Regions from separate parts of the Mus musculus genome. Here region 2 is linked to region 1. A link is a contact called in public HiChIP or PLAC-seq data. All regions are on one chromosome and are shown on one strand. Each heading gives the region's core, a stretch centred on a gene start, on an enhancer-like site or on the middle of the called end of the contact. The rest is flanking DNA. Distances are from core to core; before and after follow the strand shown.

Region 1 (7,376 bases), core at 1,624-4,123:
CCTTCCCTTTGTTACTCCATCAGATTCCATGTCTGACCTGGCCCCTCACCCTGTCAGTCACGTAGGTGATGTCTGATCACTGTCCAGTCTTCAGCAGACTCCTCTGAGGTCAGCTGACCTGTAATTCACTTCTCCTCTCTCAGTTTTCTCTTCATAAATTTGGTCCTCAGACCTAACCGCTCCAAAGCTATATGTTTGCACTTCCTGATGTATCTGTGGCGTAGAACCCACACACATACACTCTCGCTCCCTCATAGTTATGTCTGCTTAGTGAGCAGGTCCTGAATAAAGCTTTGCTATTTCCTGGAAAGAATCTGTGTCTGCAGAGGCTAATTGAGTGATTAAAACTTCAGAGATGCAAAATGTTGCAGGTCCAGAGCCTAATTACAATATATCTTGGGTGATCTTTATCCTACTAAACAGCAATTCTTTGCCCCCACTCTGTCAGATCCAACATTCTGTAGCTAACAGATAAATGGATGAAAAAATCCTCTAGGAATGTATAAAGCTAACAAACACCCTAGGTTTTGTTTTTTTTCCCAATACGAATGCTAACAGTGTTGTATCCTAACTACACTCTATCTTAACAAGGAGTTCTCTATCTTACTAAACCCACACACTTGATGTACCCATCAGTACTTGAAAGGTGTCTTGATGTATAGCTTTGTAGTCTTCTATTACAAAAAGTTTATGAAATTTCAACGTTGTAGGAACTTGGTATTTGAATAAATCTAAATCTATGTTCCTGAGGCACGGTCACTCATATTTGATTCCAGAATAAACCATTCTCTTCCTTTGAAAGGAGAGCTATGTCTCTTACCAATATTACTATACTTTAATGTGGGAAGCCGCCCTCACATTTGCCATTATAAGATGGCGCTGACAGCTGTGTTCTAAGTGGTAAACATAATCTGCACACGTGCAGGGGCAGTTTTCCCGCCATGTGTTCTGCCTTTCTCGTGATGACAACTGGGCCGATGGGCTGCAGCCAATCAGGGAGTAATACGTCCTAGGCGGAGGATAATTCTCCTTAAAAGGGACGGGGTTTCGCCATTCTCTCGCTTGCTCTCTGGCTCCTGAAGATGTAAGCAATAAAGCTTTGCCGCAGAAGATTCCGGTTTGTTGCGTTCTTCCTGGCCGGTCGCGAGAACGCGTGTAAGACTTTAACACGTACTATTGTTAACAATGGTTTACTGCAGCAAGAAATACTTTTTTTCAGAAGGTATAAAGAATATGAATTAGGTGTTCTTTCAAATTTAAAGACATTTGAGCACTAGAAGAAGTAGAAGACTAACAAAAATATGTTAAATTTACAGAAAAAACATTTCAAACAGTGGTAAAGACTAGACAAGCACTGAGAGCTTCTAGTCACCCAAAGATGTAAAGTTTAGGAGTAGTGAATGTTCATGGTTCAGAGATAATGAGGAGGAATACAACTAGAGCCCAGTAAACTCTAGATAATTATTATTGTGATCACTTGCCATTCGCTTCCGTTAGTTTCTAAAATGTATTTTTGGACAACTAGTTAATAGAAAACCCTTATTCCAAATTTCAGTTCCTCATTCTTCTGGACATGATTTTAACATTTAGCTATAACACTTATATCTATGTCTATTTCTGGAATGTTGACCAGAGAGGGTGACCAGACAGCACCTAGGTGATTTCTTCTTCTTGTTGGTTTGTCTCAATTAGATTTGAAACAAAACAAAAATAAAGTAAATAAACAAAAGACAACATCAAAGGTTTTCTGTTTTACTTATTGTTTGAGGGTTTTGGCTCTTCATCACTTAACTGTGGCTTGTGTAAGTGGCACCAAGATGTCAAACACAAGCACAAAGAACAAAGCAGACAAAAGCAAGTGTAGACAGGTCTTTAAACATCCACGTAATTCATAGCCTCAGATTGCGTTTGGAATTTGAGTTCTTTATGCACGATGGAAATGAAACAAATAGAAAATTACATGGAACAAATGATAGTTTGAATAAACACTAGATACAGCTCAGTGTGAAAGTCGATGGGTCAGAATCATTTTCTGAACCCGTGCTCCTTCCTTCTGTTGGCACATGGACCTGTTTTTCAGCAGTCCGACAAAGGAAGCCATTTGCAGAGGGAAACATTTTTGTACAGGGGATGGTCTCCAGGAAGGCAGATTTCACTTCTGTTCGGTTGTGCAGCACATTGCTGCTCCAGCTCCTGGTCCTGCTAGTCTGCATGTTGTCACTGGCCCCAGAGGGAAGGAAGACAGATGTGAGGAAACATGAAACCGCAATTACACTCTAAGAATACATTGTATGTTTTGTGTACTTTTAATGTCTTCTTTAGTTATTCATTTTTACAAAATCATTTCCCCACTGTGTATAAACTATTGCGGTAAATAAAGATCAAACAACAAACAAAACTGGGAAGTCAACTGATCACTGCGGGAATTATTTTTAATGTAGGGTCATCTTTCTTCCACACGGTGGCGCCTCGCTGTCAGACTTAAAAACACTGAAACATTGTGGCCACCAACAACTCCAGATGGGCTTCTCTGTGCTAGTAGTTTCATTTTGAAACAGAAAGTCAGTACTTAACAATCGCTATTCTGAGTACCTTTTTGCTCTCAGAAAGAAGAGCTAAGCAGATTCTGACAGGACTTAGGGAAGTCATAGCGCCATGTGCAATGGTTCAGAAACTTTAGTGTGTCAGAATCCCCTGGAAGCCCAAAGAAATAGAGACAGTAGATCACTTCCTAGTTTACAACTTGCAGCATCTGAGACCATACTCTGGGAGACTATTCTGTGACAAATTTTGAGGCCTCGGAATTATGTTCCAGTTCAAACTCAAGTTCAACTTCTGAGATGACTAAATGACCTGGAGTAGGGACATTGGTGATTAACTGAGGCTGGCACCTTCAGGTGGTTGGTATGAGGACAGCTGGAACAGACACAGGTGTCCCGGTACAATATGGGGCTTGGAAGTCTTGTTTTGTTTTATTGAAGACGTCACTTTTATTTGAAGTCAATAGCTGAATCACAAAGTACAAGAACATTCATTCAGGTAAGAAATTTCTTTTAAAACTGTAAATAAGTATTTTAAGCCAGGAGCATCACACGAAGCAGTTAGTATTCTCTGGTACTGACTCTACCCCTCCTTCTCTCTCTTTTGTTTTACCACAAAACTTTATTTTATTCCACTTTTAACATAATGAGTCTTTTTAAAGTTTCAAAACAAAAAGGCATAACTAAGTACCCTTTGTAAACATTAGAAATGAACTAAAATCTAGGTTATTCACTAAAAGTCAGGAGTCAGGCTGGGATCTTAGGTCTTAGGAGAACAAAATAAACCGAACAGCATCTAACAAACAGGGACATCTCTCTGTTTTTACAGCCCCTCTTTCCTGTGCAGCCCACCCTTATGTCTTACACCAAGCAAGGAGAGCAACTCATAAAAATCCCTAGAGCCCCCAATTAGAAGGATTCATTGTCCAACAAGGATGGTCTACATGCTATTCTTTGCCTTTTGAAGGAATTAGAAACACTCTCAGACCATTTAAAAATATTCTTATATTCTGACAAGTGGGGCTGATAGATCCATTCTAGTAGCTCCCCATCTGGCAGACCTCATACCTCAGAGGCTAAGACGGATCCTTCTCCGTAGTACTTAGTATGGTGATTTGAATGCAAACATTCCTCATAGATGCAGATGTTTGAATATTTAGTCTCCAATTGGTGAAGCTGTTTGTCATGCTTAAGAAGTGTCTTAGTCAGGGTTTCTATTCCTGTATAAACATCATGACCAAGAGGCAATTTGGGCAGCACTTGGGAGGCAGAGGCAGGCAGATTTCTGAGTTCGAGGCCAGCCTGGTCTACAGAGTGAGTTCCAGGGCAGCCAGGGCTACACAGAGAAACCCTGTCTCGAAAAACAAAAACAAAATCAGAAAAAGAAGCAAGTTGGGCAGGAAAGGGATTCAGCTTACACTTCCATACTGCTGTTCATCACCAAGGAAGTCAGGACTGGAACTCAAACAGGTCAAGAAGCAGGAGCTGATGCAGAGGCCATGGAGGGATGTTCATTACTGGCTTGCTTCCCCTGGCTTGCTCAGCCTGCTCTCTTATAGAACCAAGACTACCAGCCCTGGGATGGTCCCAGCCACAAGGGGCCTTTCCCCCTTGATCACTAATTGAGAAAATGCCTTACAGTTGGATCTCATGGCGGCATTTTCTCAACTGAAGATCCTTTCTCTGTGATGACTCCAGCTGTGTCAAGTTGACACAAAACTAGCCAGTACAAGAAGTATGGCTTTGGTGAAGGCAGTATGTCACAGAAGGTGGGCTTTGTTTAGACTCATGGCACTTCAGTTCCCTCTCTGTTTGCTGCTCTTAGTGTAAGATGTGAGCTCTCCATTTGCTGCTGCAGTCTGCATGCCTGCCTACTTCCACATTCCAATGATGTGGTGGTGAAAGGAATCATAGATGCCTTGGCACAAGTTTCCCCTAACATCTGTGCTGTGGAACTGGATTTGGGTTCCCCTGAAGCCAGCAGCAATTTGAATGGTTTGTGAGCAAAGCCCATATTGCTGGGTTTTTTTATTTTAGTTTCTTGGGTTTTTTTTTTATTATTATGGTAAAACACAATTAAAATTTACCAGTATGAAAGTTTAAAATGTGCAACCAGTTGCGTTAAGTATTTTCACAATATTTTGCAATTACCAACAAAACCTAAAATTTTTTTCATCCCAACGGAAGTCTCCCTTTGGCTGTCATTTCTATTACCCTGGCTACTTGGTTTTAAGTACTTCCTAAAAAACTTAACTTGACTAATGCTAACTTAACTTGCATGGTATATACTCAGAAAGGAAAGCTTAGAACCATGTCAGAAATTCTCTTAGCATGTGTCCTATGCCCAAGGTTTGTTTTCTGATAGCATATATCAAGTTAAAGCACATTTTCATATACATCTATTCATTCCCCTTTATATTATTGACACATTTTACAGACTTGTACACATCCGTTAACATGGATTCATAACTACTGTTTTATAGTTATCATGTGTCTTAGTTTGGGTTTTATTGATGTGAAGAGACACATGACCACAGCAACTCTTATAAAAGAAAATATTTAACTGGGCTGGCTAATGCAGTTCAGAGGTTTAGTCTATTATCCTCATGGTGGAAAGCATAGTGACATGCAGGCAGATGTGATGCTGGAAGGGGAGCTGGGAATTCTACATCTTGATCCACAGGTAGCAGGAAGAGAACTGTGAACCACTAGGCTTGGTTAGAGCTTGCGAGACCTCAAATCCTACTTCCTAGTGATGCGCTCCCTCCAACAAGTCCATGCCTAATTCAACAAGACCAAACTGAATAGTGCCACTCCCTATGGACATATGGGGGCCATTTTTATTTGAAGCACCACAACATGCATAGATAAAAAATACATTTATTTGTCTAGTCAATCCAGGGCATGTGGTACTCCAGAGAGAGTTTCTGTAAATATTTTTTTCTTGTAAGTCATGCTTTCTTGTTCTATGCATGCCTTGACTTTATTGGTGCTGGTTGTCCACACTGCACTGAATATTATCTCATGCATTTTAAAAGACAGAATGGAACAGAAAGAAAAATATATCCTACAGTGTGGCAGTTTGAATGAGAATGACTCCCATAGGCTATGGCATCTGACACATGGCTTCCAGTTGGTGGTCCTATTTGGGAAAGTCTAGATGCAGTGGCCTTTGTGAAGGAAGCATGCCACAGGGAGCTGGCTTGGAGGCTGAAAAGACATGTGCCTTTCTCTGCTTCCTGCTCACAGTTCAAGATCTGACTTCTCAGCTTCCAGTTCCAGCTTCAAGCTGCCATTCTGTCATCACAGACCCTTACCGCCCCGGAAGCATAAGCCCAGTTAAACTCTCTCTTTTACCCATTGCCTTGGTCATCGTGTTCTATTTTAGCAATAGAAAAGTAACAAGTGCAGCCAGATATATGTAGACTGTGTCCGTTCTAGGCTTCTTTTTCTGCTTATCCACTGTCCTGGCTTACATTCATGCCTGCTGAGTCTGAAGACCAACTGGAAGTGAAAGCCAATAGTTGTGTCAGGAATTCCTTTAGCATGAGTTCTGTCTTCAGAAAGTGCTTCCCTTTTCTTTCCTTCTTGAAAACAAACCCCTTTGTAATTGTTTATTTAATGTTTATTCGTGCTTTGCCTACATGTCTGTCTGTGAACTACGTGCATCAGGGGCCAGAAGAGGGCACCAGATCCTCTGGAACTGGACTCAGAGATGCTTATGCGCTACTTCGTGGGTCTTGCGATTGAGCCCTGGTCCTCTGAAAAAGCAGCCTATGACCTTAACTGCTGAGCTGTCTCTTTGGCCCCACTTCCACCACCCCCACCCCCACCCCCAGCAAGGGCTTTCTGATGGTAAGTAAGAACCACCCTGAAATAATGCTTAATAACAGCCTTGGTTGCTCCAGTCTTTTTATAAAGCTATCTTTAAGTGCAGTTGCTTTTCAGCACTCCTCTTCCTCCCTACAATCTCTCTCCCTGGCTTTTCACCTGGACTTTTCACCCAGCTGTTTTGTCCAGAGTGGCAGAGCTCGTTCATTTGGTCTCATTCCCTTCTAAGTACCAATTAACCCTGTATTGTGGGTTGGGCAGAACACAGGAAGCATTTGCTGTATTCCTTAGGGGCGGTGGGGGGGGGGGGGGCGGATCTCAGTTAGATTAAAGCAGTAGACAATTTTTTGGGACCAAGGTATGTCCTGCTCTCTCCAGAAGCAGACACCCTCACTAGGATATAGGCTCTGCTCTCTCCAGAAGCAGACACCCTCACTAGGCTATAGGCTCTGGTCTTTCAGAGGATACAACCCAAGGAAGGGAAGCTGAGTAATGTCACTGTGATGCGCCTGTTCAGCCATCTCTATTGCAATTGGTGTAAATCTCTCACTAGTTTCCAGAGTTCAGAAATAAGGGGCTTTAACGGTACTTGCCGAGGATTTTGGTGTTCTGGGAAAGAATGGCTCCTGAATTTCCATCTTTGCTGACATTGTGGTGGGTACATATCCAATAACACCTCATCTGCCTTCTAACCTATATTCAATTTTAGCATGTTTTCAACAAACCAACCAACCAAACAAACAAACCACAAATCCCCGAGGTGTGCCATTATTGATGATGCTCTGAAAAGAAGCCCCACAGGCTTGTCTCACTGTCAGTTCAACTAGGGCCATTACTACCTGCTGCCCTATATGACCCCACTCCTTTATTTCTAGGCAAACAAATACTTATTATTGATTTGCTAACAGTGGCTATCTGTTTGATATACATAGCCAGCACTCTGAATTAGTCTGCGTATAAGAATCCCCCCAGAAAGGACACGCATAAACACGAGGAGCCATGTGG
Region 2 (7,376 bases), core at 2,839-5,338, 760 kb after region 1:
ACACGCCTGGCTCACTGTGAAAGTATGGAGTTGAGAGTACAGTGTGTACTTTTCTTAACTCTACCTCCTAGCTCTTTCATCCCTTGCTGTTTTCCTTTACCCCCATCTACAAAGACAGTAGGGAATGACGGACAAGGCACAAGACTGGTAGATTCCTTAAATGTATGTTCACTGATGTATCTAAGCTGTAGTGAATTTTAATGAGAAGTAATATATAGTAAGCTCACTATTAATTATCCAAGGATATGTTTTCTGAAGTAAAGTTGATTCTGATTGAAATCATTTGGTCATCCTTCAGTGTATGCCAATCTTTTACTGTAAATTATTTCATTTGTATTAGTGGCTCAATCCTGCTCTATGATTTTATTATTACAAAAATTAAGAATTAGTTTTAAAAGATTGGATGTGGTTGGGAACGGTGGTTCATACTGTAATTGAAGCATTAAAAGAGGCTGAAGCAGGGCTACTTCAAGGGGTTTGAGCCCAGCTTGAATTTAAGGTGTAAGGGGTGAAAAGAATTGTATTTGCATTGAGGTTTCAGTTTTAGTTTGCATAATAGTTTATTTTTTACTTTATTGACAGAATTTAAGAAATAACACTGAAGTCTATAGAGAGTAGTCTGTTGATGTATAATATTACCAGGAACCAGCATTATGATTTAATTTGAAGAATCTTGAAACCATATCTCCTTTTGTGTCACTTAAGAAAATCATAGGGGCCAAAGCTGAAGTTATAAAAGCATCTCAAAATTGTGGTTTGATGGACTTTCATTATATTTACTTCTATGCTTCACTTCTAGTAAAGTTTCATATGGCCCAAAATAGGTTAATGCTTTGTATGCTGTATCGTAGATAAAAAACCAACATACTTGGTCAATGTTAAATTTCACTTATTTTTAAATAAGATTTCCTAATTATATTTTATTCTTAAAATTAATTTTGGTTGCCTTGCGTTTTCTAAGACAGGATTATGGGGATTTGTTAAAGAACTAATGTTTTGTTAAAACCAATTAAAATGTTTGTTTTCCCACATAGATTTGAATTCTGTGAACCCGCATTTGTGGTGGGTAATTGCCTTCAGATAGCTTCTGACAGTCATCAGTATGATCGAATTTACTGTGGAGCTGGAGTCCAGAAAGACCACGAAAACTACATGAAGATCTTACTCAAAGTTGGGGGCATATTGGTCATGCCTATAGAGGATCAGGTACTTTTACTGTCCTGCATTTGTCACAGGACAGTTGTAACATTGGGAATTAGGACTCTGACAGAGAAAGATAGATTGTAACTTTAAAGAAGAAACATTTTTATAGATCTGTTTATGTATATACATAGAAAGAAGCTTGAAAGAGATCCTTAAATATTTTAAGCCAAGCAGATGTAGAGAGGAAATATGATGGGAGACTAGAGCTCACTTGAATAGTCAGCCTCCGCCAGTCAGCCAAGCTCCTCATTTGAATGCATACCCTCTACCTGTAACATGTCAACTCTGGTGCATGGCTAGCTTCAAGCACTTAGCTTCATAAATAAAATGAGCCTTTTAAGAAACAAAACCAGGCTAGAAAGTTGGCTCAGTAGATAAGAATGCTAAAAATTATTAGAAATGCTTTTGGAAGGACCAGGGATGTGTTTGAGTTGTAGAGGGCTTAACTCCCAGGTAAGGCTACGAACTCTCCGTGGCAACACACATGTACACAGAAAACTTGGGCATGGCTGGCTCAGTGTGAAGGTGTGGAGATGAGAGCAAGTGTACACTGTGTTTAACACATATCTACACAGTTCCATGTACTTTACTTGATTTACTTGAGCATTTCTGAAGTTTACACCTATAATTACTGACTTGCTTGAGTTCCTTTAATGATGTGTTTGAAAATATGTTTTTCTTGAGCAAGGATCTTGTTATATAACTCAAGCTAACCTGCAGTATAGAACATTGATGTCTTAGTTCATGCATACTGGGATTATAGACATTCTAAAATTGGATATGTTTACTGAATTAATATGCTTCTTTTTGCGATTATTTAAAGCATTAAACTACATTTATCATGTATGTGTGGGTGTATCTGGGCATGCCACAGAACACATTTGGAAGTCAAAAGACAACTTGTAAGAGTTGTTTTCTCCTTTGGCATGTGAGTCTCAGGAATGAAACTCAGGTTACATGTTTGGCAGCAAGCATTCTTACAGGCAGCCATCTCTCTGGCTCTATTTGTGATGTGAAATTAAGGTTAGAATTAGAATCTCTTACCCCTGTTATAGAAGAGCATAAAGTGAGTTCACTGGTATAGTCCTCCTAACAGTACTCTAACCAAATGACTGAACCTATTTCAGAAATTTATTTAGGGAGGCAGTGTTGTGGACAGATCTGTACGGATACTTGTAGAAGCTTATAGAAGCTGGGTGTAACATAGAGACGTAGTTTATCCATATTTGGATATTCCTTTTGTATTGAAACATCTGTCTTGAAACTAGAGACACATGGCTCACTTGTTCAGAATGCTTTTTGTGCAGTCCTAGGGCAAGAGCTAGAATCCAGACTCCAGTAGTAAGCTGGTTGTCCGGCAGATGCCTGTAACTCCAGCTTTCAGTTCTGGTTTCCACACGTGTGCATGTGCACATACTCAACGAGGTCCTTCCCAGACCACATGTGTATGAATCCTTCAATGGCATATATACATAAATTTATTCATTGTGAATTTCATACATACAAACAATTATAGGCATTCTAAAATTAGCACCATTCACTGGAGAATGGTCAGCCTAACAAGGACACCATTCCTAAAGGAAACTGATTTTCGTTTTCCTAGCAGCCATCATCTATCAATACATACCTCAGCTGTGGGTGGGGCCTTATGAGGCCTTCCTGGATGGAAATGCTGAAATTTTGATCATAAACTGCTATGTGCCCATGGGTGCCATGGTCTTGTCATGTTGAGAAAACACCATTTTGTAGTAATGCTGTATGATCTCTGACTCTTACAGTTTTTCTGTCCTCTTTTGGGGGGGATGTTCCCTGAGCATTGAGAAGGTGTGATGTAGATGTCCTGTTTATGGCTGAGTACTCCACAAACACTTACTCTCTGGAGTTTGACAAATTGTGAGTCTCCAATAAGGACTGAGTAACATCAGTCATGATGGAGAGTTGATTACTATTTAGTCTGTTTAGTCAGACAATAGTAGTAGGTTCTCCCCTGGGTTCTGTAAGCTCAGACTTAAAGTAGCAGGCATGCATTTCCTGTGGAGTACATGGTAGATTTCTTGTGTTATAATACATAATTGAGTAGAAATATCTTGGTTGCATTTAAATGTTAACTTCTCATTAACAATTATTCTTGTAAAAATTTGACATTAAAGTAATTGAATTGCTTCTTTCTTGTTTCACTCCAAATAGTTGACACAGATTATGCGGACTGGACAAAACACTTGGGAAAGTAAAAATATCCTTGCGGTTTCCTTTGCACCACTAGTACAGCCTAGTAAGAATGATAATGGCACACCGGACTCTGTGGGGCTCCGTAAGTAGATATTTGAACCCAGAATGAGTTGTCACTGATGGCATTTAGTAGATCATATATATGATTATAACAAATTGAATATGGCAATAATGCAATGAGTAGGTTGATTATTCTTAATTTAGAAAAAAAGTCAAGTCTTTATGTAGTATGGGGCGCTGTATCTTCCTTCAAGAAACTTAGAGAATCGGATCATACCAACTGTAAACTTACTAGTTTGTAATGTAGTAGGAAGTAACTGTGGTGTTATAGAGTACACTTAGATCCAGCACAATTCAGACACCAAGTCAATACAGAAAACAACATTTTATTCTAATCAGCTCCTACTGATCAATCAGGGGTGTCGAGACTTGTGAGATGAACTGCAATTCCCACCCCAGCCCCTCAGCCAGAATGTTACAGAACTTTTAAGCCTGAAAACCACAAACATCTGTGCCAAGTTACAGTTACATTTTTCTACCAATCAAAATTCAGGGAAAAGAAACTTTCCTAGGGACATTTCCCTATGTGGTACACTTACCCTGTAGTCATTGGTTGGTTTATTCAACTGTGGCAGGGCAACTTGCTTAGCACTCATGTCTCAACCTGCCCTCCAGGATGTCAGTTACCCACATACATGTCTCTTTCTCTACCAAACAGGATGTCAGTTACCTAGGGAGGTTTGGGAACTTAGAGTTTATTTGACCCCTATTCAAAATGGAAAGCTCTCTCAAAATGACTTCAGTTTGATTCCTCCTCATAGTAGAAGAGCATCTAGGCTAAGGGTAGCAGGAAGGAAGGCTTGTCTGCTACTGCTCCATGGTCGGAATTACAATGAGAATGCTGTCAGAGACCCTACTTGGCCAAGTGTTTATGGCAGTGTCATTTATCTCTTCTCTTCTCTTCTCTTCTCTTCTCTTCTCTTCTCTTCTCTTCTCTTCTCTTCTCTTCTCTTCTCTTCTCTTCTCTTCTCTTCTCTTCTCTTCTCGAGTCAGGGTCTCCTGTTCACTGTAAAGCCAAGGATGGCCTTGCACTCATATTCTTCATGCCTCTACCTTCTGAGTGCTGAAGTGCAAGTCCACTACATTGAGTGGCAGCATCTTTCCAAGATAGTGACTATAGAAGGTGTTAGGCTCATGAAGAACATGAGGAGTTCAAGATCAGGAGCATGTTTGGTGCCTGTGGAGGATGGATCATCACCTGGACAGTGGACTAGTTATTGTGAGGATAGCTTATGTGGGTGTGGATAGAATTGCTTGAAGGCAGAAAAATACCACAATGTGAGGAATGTGGGTGGAGGAAGAGGAATTGGTTTTCCCTTTAATGACTAGCTGAGTATGTTTGTGTTACATTATTTGGAAGGAGGGGAAGAGAGTGTGGACATTTTCTTTGGGGTATGTTTGAGGTGCCTACGAGTTTTTAAGTGTCAGGAAGCCTTTCGGTCCAAAACCTACTAAACAACTGAAATATCAGTACCGAATCTTCACTGTCAAAGACGGTGTCTGAAGCAGTGCTTGGACAACAAATAGATTAAATTATCCAAGGAAAGTAGAGATAAGAGGTAGGGAAGAGGGATTTGAGTTGGACCTGTTACCCACAAATTCAAGATAAAACAGTGAGACTCCTTAGTAAAGATGGGACCTAAGTATATGAGATGTCGGAGACCAACAAAAAGAGTCTCAAGGAGCGTGTGGTAGGCATTTCACCTGATCCTTGAGAAAGAAAGGGAAACTACCGTTAACTAGCTTTGAATATATCATAGTTTTGTTAACCATTAAATAAAGCTTTACTACAGATGAACCTCTCATTTAATTTGCTTTTATTTCATAGGAATTTGGATTTATACAGAAAACCCATTTTATTCTTAGTACTTGTTTGATTTTCTTTTTTTGTTTTGTCTTTTTGGTTTTTTTGTTTTTTTTTTTTAAATTTTATTTTTAACCATCTGACATTGGAACTAAAATGCTTTGCCTAGTATGTGACCTGTAATAATGGTTAGTAAAAAGCAGGTGGGAGTCTTGGGAAATTCATTACCTGTTTGATCCACTTCCTTAGTTCTTAGCATTTGAGGGATGATAAACTCAGAGAGGTCAGATACCTTAATGATTGTTGTGTCACAGCTCACTTAACCCAGCAGGATCAGCGAGAGGGAAGGAGCTTAGATTTGCATGGTTCTCTTAGACTTGTCCGCCCAGTTACAGGAAGCATACACATGAGTGAGCAGAGCCTAGCTGTTTTGTATGAGTTTTATGGCCGCATCAGAGACATATGTAGCCAAAGGTGGTTTTTTTTTGGTTTTTTTTTGTTTTTGTTTTTGTTTTTGTTTTTTACATACACAAATCACAAGCTATTTCGGGGAAATTAAGAGAGGTAGACTCTGAGACCTTTGGGTCCTATGGTAAGTATCATTCTCTGGGTGTGTCATTGGCATAAAGGTTTCTTCACCTGGACCCTAGAGAGTGCTATGGAGACATAGTGACTACTTTTAAGGATTTATAAAGTTCTTCCATCTTGACTTTGTGTTTCTATTTTCATCTCATTTAGAAAGAGACTAAGCTCTCAGTTCTGAAAAATTTTTAAATTTTCATAATTTAGAAACTATTCATAACCAACCTTTTAAAAATGCTTATTGGCTATTTGGTAATAACAATGTACAAGAGACAAACCACATAAAAATATCCACATTTAACAGAAAACAAAAAATAAGAGAAGTTAAAGAATTAAAGGAGACTCATTCTGATAGAAATTTGAAATGACTGAGCTGCAGCATTCATATCCTTCTAGACTACTGAAATCAGGAATATGTGCTGGCTATCTAGCACCTGACTCAAATGAGAATTGTCACTTGTACATGGTTTATAGTTGTTTGATGCCGTCTGCATACTCATGTCATTCTTTACTAACTAAAGTACTAGTTAATGGAAGAAATAATGATATAACGCCATTTTCCCATTTTTTCAGACAGAATTGTGGCTATTTTTGATACTTTGGGTTCTCATAGCCCAGTGGAAAGTACTAAACCCTCTGTGGCCCATGCTGCCCATGCTGGTGTTCTTACACAGCAGGAGCTTTGTATATGAGCACACTTCTTTCTATTAGGCTTTGCAGCTGCCATGGAAACACTTTACTCAAGAAAACTTCACATTCTTCTTTATCTGACACTTCCTTTAGGTTAGTGTTTATGTGTCTTAGCTACAAGTATGATTACATGCTAACAGTGTAACTGATAATTGGCATGAACACTGTTCTGCAGGTTTTCAGTTTTCATTCACCATTACAAAAATAGAAATGGTAAATAAGATAGCCAGCTATTGGACCTTTGTTGGATATGTATGAGTATAAACTAGAAATAAACTTAGCAAGGGCCAGCAAGAAGGTTCAGTGGCTACAGATAATATTTGTAGAACAAGCCTAATGACTTGCATTTGATCCCAGGAACCCACAGTAGAAGGAGAAAATCAACTCCCGAAAGCCATCCTCTGGGCCTCCGTGCATGTGCTGTGGCATGTGCGTATCCACATGCAAATACACACCATCACGGTACACACAATGGGAGCGGGGGGGGGGGGGGGGGGACAAACGAGGGAAGGAAGACAGTGAATTACGATAATTTGCAATGTACAGGGTCCAACTAAAAGAATCCATCATCCCCCTGAAATGCATTTTCAATAGAAGTAATTTAAGTGGGGATGGAAGAGGGAGAGAGTTGATGAAATGGGATTGGCATCAAGATAGTTGTTAATCTCAGAGCCAAGATATATTTTCTATATTAACTCATTCTGTATATAAACAACAGTCTCTGAAAGCAAATTGAGAATTCTGGAAGTTGCTTTTCCCCATCTTTGTATAATAATCATACGATGAAAAGGTTTTAAAAATTGTTATT

What was found. HiChIP or PLAC-seq counts read pairs in DNA pulled down with a chosen protein or histone mark.
Region 2: a CTCF HiChIP or PLAC-seq map of large pre-B cells shows a contact between it and region 1, with 5 times the contacts expected there. The contact joins two enhancer-like sites. A contact is called at or near these places in 1 of 15 datasets of contacts at CTCF or cohesin (large pre-B cells) and 1 of 115 datasets of contacts at active chromatin or transcription factors (large pre-B cells).

The regions. Positions count from the first base shown.
Region 1 is chr1:6,404,053-6,411,428 of GRCm38.p6, forward strand. No RefSeq gene overlaps it. Among named protein-coding and RNA genes, the nearest start is that of Alkal1, 48 kb to the left of the region's middle. Within about 2 kb of position 2,874, at least 58 of the 459 cell types and tissues checked have an H3K27ac peak or open chromatin away from gene starts, as enhancers often do.
Region 2 is chr1:7,159,858-7,167,233 of GRCm38.p6, forward strand. It overlaps Pcmtd1 (protein-L-isoaspartate (D-aspartate) O-methyltransferase domain containing 1), which reads left to right. Exons shown (of 6, transcript NM_183028.3): 4 at 1,035-1,206; 5 at 3,391-3,514. Among named protein-coding and RNA genes, the nearest start is that of Pcmtd1, 75 kb to the left of the region's middle. Within about 2 kb of position 4,089, at least 18 of the 459 cell types and tissues checked have an H3K27ac peak or open chromatin away from gene starts, as enhancers often do.